Linked DNA regions of Gossypium hirsutum: region 1 is linked to region 2. The links are chromatin contacts, called in public Hi-C maps. All regions are on one chromosome and are shown on one strand. The core of a region is the stretch at or near the end of the contact, and the rest is flanking DNA. Distances in the headings are between cores, read along the strand shown. Region 1 holds the start of LOC107935402. Region 2 holds the start of LOC107935389 (calcium permeable stress-gated cation channel 1).

What was found. A called contact is a pair of places that touch in the nucleus more often than the background predicts.
Region 1: a contact with region 2 is called in a Hi-C map of callus, with 4 times the contacts expected there. The contact joins the promoter of LOC107935402 here to the promoter of LOC107935389 in region 2. A contact is called at or near these places in 2 of 34 Hi-C or Micro-C datasets (callus and leaf).

Annotation. Positions count from the first base shown.
Region 1 is chrD10:1,090,582-1,093,281 of Gossypium_hirsutum_v2.1, forward strand. It overlaps LOC107935402, which reads left to right and starts at 1,293. Exons shown (of 9, transcript XM_041102660.1): 1 at 1,293-1,365; 2 at 1,571-1,676. The coding sequence starts at 1,363.
Region 2 is chrD10:911,813-914,512 of Gossypium_hirsutum_v2.1, forward strand. It overlaps LOC107935389 (calcium permeable stress-gated cation channel 1), which reads left to right and starts at 1,272. Exons shown (of 12, transcript XM_041102646.1): 1 at 1,272-1,775; 2 at 1,993-2,327; 3 at 2,399-2,551; 4 at 2,650-2,700. The coding sequence starts at 2,014.

The DNA.
Region 1 (2,700 bases), core at 43-2,542, 180 kb after region 2:
CCATGGCTACAGAGTCCCCACTCTAGGTTTGGATTGTAGTCACTAATGTGAAAGCCTCTTCATATGTGGGCCACCAATGGCCCAAAGAGGCCCATCCATAACTTGGAGTTTTTACCAGAATTTGAATTTTTTTAATAATTAAGGTATTTTATTACGTCAATTTTACGGCTTATAAAGATTTTTTTTTTGTGAAGTTCATAATTATTCGTCCCAATAACATTATTTTTAAGGTTTGAATTTATATTCTTTCATTAAGTGCAAAGTATTTTATAATTGCACCAAATACTTATTGTTAGATTTTTTGAACGGACGTTATTTCCAATGTTTGAACTTTCAACCTGAGTTCTTCGTAGAAAGACCTTAATTTTAATAATATTAATAGTTGAACTTGAATCTTAAAATATAAAAAGTAGAATGATTGAATTTCTGAAAGTAAAAGTAGATTGACTAAATTACAATTTTACAAATAGTATAAGAACTTATGACATATTTTAACCTCAATGTATTTTCCATATTCGTTTTACTGTTTATGAAGATCAATCCCTTTGGAGTTTGTGGTTGCTCCTCGTAATAACATTGTTTTTAAGGTTTGAATATGTATTCTTCCATTGGAAGTGAAATATATCTTATCACTGTATCCAACATTGGTTGGTAAGTTCGTATCTCCCCCAATCTAGGTGTTACTTTTCATGAATTGTACACGACTCTCCGTGAAGGCCAAGGACAAAATCACTACACAGGGACAATATCTTTCATTGAAGAGTCCATCGACTCTCAAACAAATAACACTTCAAAGACTTTTCCTAAAAGAAAATCTGATTTCTCCTCAACAAAACTCTTTTAATATAAACTTATTAAATTTAAATCTCAAAATTTACAATTTTATATCAGCAGAATTCAAATGGATTATATCTAAATTATCCAAATTTAAAATAAACTTCGAAATTTTAAAATTAAAATTGATTATAAATTTAAATTAATTATTTAATTAAAATATTCTACAATCCCTATATTTTTTAAAAATTAAAAATTTAATCCTTATACTTGTATTTTAAGGAATTTAGTCTCTTTACTTTTCAGATTTTAAAATTCAGCTTCAACTGTTAACAGATAGATTTAGATTTTGAAATATGAAAAGTAGATGAACTAAATTCCTAGAAATTCCAAGTACATGGACTAAATTCCTAATTTTTGAAAAGTACAAGGACTGTAAGCATATTTTAACCTAATTAGTTCTATCTATAATTAGTAAAGGTCTCGTGAAAGATGACTTGTAAACTAAGTGTAAAAAAAAAAAAAAACATTGATGGCCTTAAATGTTTGATGCAGTGGGTGTGTGTTCATATCTGAGCATTTAAGTCGATGGTAGGGTCTACTAAAGATGACAGCTATTTTCATTACTCTTCTTCAGTGCTTTCTTTTCTTATTATTTTCATCTCTCTTTTGAAGCACATTCATGGCTTCTCTGTGCTCTCTTCTCTCTCTTTCTCTCATGTCTTCCAACTTATCCCCTTCCTTAATCACATTCTCTCACTTTTAATCCCTTAACTCTTTAACATCTATTTTCTAGTTACAACTGTTTATCTTCATTAGAGGAAAGAAAGAGATGAATGCTGGCGTGTCTCTTGAGCACAATTTCAGCATGTTGCTGCTTAAGCTGTTTGTGGTTCTTGCCTGTGAGTGATTTTTAAACATCATGTTTCTCATTTCTCATTTCTGGGTTTTGCTTATATTGGTATCATCTATTTGTTTTAACTGTTGGGTCATTATTAAAATTGCGGGAAATGTTAGCCTGGAATTCTTAATTTTTTTTCTTGTAAATTTGAGCTTAAAGAAATAGATTAGTCTTGAATTTCACTAAATAAGTCTGGTAAAGTTTTTACTTTATGTGTAGGAAGATTCTTAATTGAAAATAGTATTCAATTTTCAGTGATTTGGTGCATTAACTTATTGAACTTATACTTTCTTGCATTATTTGCGCTGATACATTTTAGGTTCTTTGTGTTTGCCAGCTTGAACTTTTCTTTATTATATTAGCTTTGTAATTTATGTTAAATACAATGTGATGGGTAGAAGTATCATGCAGGCCCTGTATCAGGAGAAAGATTGCATTTTATCCCTTTACTCTGGTTAAATTTAGTTGTTGCAGAGTAAACTGGTCTTTTTTTTTGTTAAAAGCTTATCTATTTCTACTGTTTAAAAGTTAATGTGGCTGGCAAAATTACCTGACAGTTACAAGTGATTACAAGTGATGTGCCATTTATACCTCATTCTAACCTACACGGATCAGTTTTTAGTAGTAGAATTGATGAAATTTTTAACAGAATGAACAGTTTGCTCTTTGATCTAATTTACATGGACTAATTTGTGTACTTTTTTGAGTAGAGGTGGCAAAATGCAATTCGGCTCTTAGTACAAGGGTGTCCATGGTACTTTTACCCAATGTGATGATATTAGCTTTGGACCTCTCTTATGTCCATTAGCTTGAAAAAATTATTAGAAAAGAAGTTAATGTAATTGGAATGTTTGATTCTTGTGAATAGTTGATATTAATTTTAGTTTGCTTGTGTTTTATTGTAGTTTTAGAAATCTGTCTGCTAACAAATACTTGAAATTTTAGTCTTTATAACTATTTATCACAAATAGGTCTTATAATTGTTTACTTATATATGTACTTTTTAATCTGTTTAAGCTTTTTGA
Region 2 (2,700 bases), core at 22-2,521:
CAATTTAAAATTTACCCGTAAATTGAGACTATCTAAAGAATTAACCCTTTTTAGTATTATACTGTTTGTACCCCTAAATTCAATCCGCTTAGCTTACGTCATATCCAACGCCGCCACATCACCAATCCCGATCCAACTTTCCGGAACAACTCACTCGCTTTCTCCATTATCTGTCTCTTTAATATGATCGGTCGGTTTTTTCACGCTCCTCCGCCGCGACTCTAACAAAATGCCCATCTACAAAATACAGTAACAGTAGCAACACCCACGTGATAGCTTGCCGACATTTAAGGCAACCTTTTTCTCCTCCCAATCAATTTATTCCTCAAATTTTATAAAAACATCCTTGTATTATGTGATTTTTATAAATTTAGTCCTTATACAATAATTTAATTATTCCTAACCCTTCACTTTTTAAAACGTTTGTTTCTAAATTCAAAATTTTCGTTAATTCTGTCGAGTAATTTGAGATGTTTTAAACAAGTGGTATACATTTCAAATAAAAAAAGTCATATAATTTGTTTTTCAACTTTAGTGAATTTCTTCCCCTGGTTTTTTTCTCCAAAAAGGTTTTCATTTAAAATTTGTGTTCTTAATTTTCTTTTCTTATTTTTTTTTGCAATAATTCTATTGTCATGATCTACATTTATTATAACATATTTTTTCATTTTTTATAGACAAATAATATACTAATTTTCATATTTTGTTTTCTTTTTATAAAATGAAGTTTATATATCACATCATTCCATGCTTAGAAAAGCATATTACATTAAATTATTGAGATAAAACAACATTTAGTTTTTGAATTCGATAATTTTTTTTAATTTGGTCCTTAAACTTTCTTCATTCATATTTTTTAATATTTGATAAATTTCTCAATTTGATCCTTAAACTTAGATTCCTTTAAAGTAGTTGAAAATTTTAAAATATATATATAAAATCTAAAAGATAAAAATAAAAAAATACAATTTTCAAAAAATTACATAGCACAATCTCATAGTGCTACGGTATTGAGAAAAATTGCTAAATTATGGGATTAATATAGACAAAAAAATGATCAAATTCAAAGTCTGGGTATTGCTTTATTCCTATATTATTTAAAAAATTAATAATAAAAAATTAACCTCAAAACTAAAAAAATAGGATTAAAAATGAAAAATTATAATAAAAAGACTAAAATCGAAAAGGAACACATAATACAGGGATTTTATATACAAATTGACATAATTTTACTAATTAGTAAGAACAGAAAGGAAAAAAAAAGACAAATCGGTCAATTTAGAACAGGGACATGAAAAAGAAAGAAAGAAAGAAAGAAACGATCCCTCAAATAATGACAACCCAAAGAAAAAACTAACACTGCAGTTACCACTCACCACCACCATTATATCTGTTTTAAGCCAAGACAAAATCTTTGTAGGGAAAAAGAAATCCCACTAAATTGTTATAAAATACCCTTTGGTTTCTTTTAAATTACTGTTTCTAGCCTTTATTTTTGCTTTTTTATCCATTCCTGTTATGGAAGAAGCTGGATTTTCTGTAATTGTTTACAATTGCGTGTGTTTCACTTTCCCTAGCTAAGTAATGGAGGAATGTTCTTGCTTTGTTTGATCTCGAAAGCGATCCAAACAACCACTAATTCAATTTATGATCTTCAACAACCAAACCAACAAGAAAATTAGAAAAAAAAGGTACTTTCTTTGTCTTTGGTTTTTTTAGAACAGTATAAAAACTGTTCCTTTTTCTTTCACTTGAAGAGTCTCAAAAAAAAGAAGGTAAGGATTTTTATTCCACTTGATTGAATCTGGGTTCTTTTTTTTTTTGGTTTAGAAAATAGCTGAAATTTTGGAGAAAAAAAGAGAGAGAGGCGATTTTGCTATGTGTTTTTGCTTTTAAGACATGATTTAGCTGTTTGGTTTTTAGGTTTTAGCTAGAATCTTACAACCTTAGAGGAGTTTAATTGGTTGATTATGGTGTTTTTTTCTTTTGCAGGGGAGGTTTTTTTTTTTGTAAATGGCGACATTAGGTGATATAGGGGTTGCAGCAGCTTTTAATCTGCTTAGTGCATTTGTGTTCTTTATAGCTTTCGCCGTATTACGGCTTCAACCGTTCAACGACCGGGTTTATTTTCCGAAATGGTATCTTAAGGGTTTACGAACCAGTCCGGCTAGTTCCGGCGCGTTCGTGAAGAAATTCGTTAACTTGGATTTTCGATCTTACTTGAAGTTCTTGAATTGGATGCCCGAAGCGTTGAAAATGCCCGAACTCGAGCTTATCGATCATGCCGGGTTGGATTCGGCTGTTTATTTGCGCATTTACTTGATAGGGTATGCTGCATTTTACGTTAATGTCGGGGCCTTTTTTGGTTTTCGTTATATTCTCGATATTTTGTATGCAGGTTAAAGATTTTTGTCCCTATCACTATTGTGGCGTGGGCGGTTCTAGTACCAGTTAATTACACGAATAAAACATTGGAATTGCAGTTGAAGAATGTAACTTCGAGTGATATCGATAAGCTCTCGATTTCAAATATTGCACTTGAATCAGATAGGTCGGAGATCTTGATATCATTTGCTAACTACATTTGTGTTAAATCTGTTATTCCGATAGATGTTATACGGTGGAATAATATGTAATCTTATATTGTAGGTTTTGGACCCATATTGTTATGGCTTATGCTTTTACGTTTTGGACTTGCTT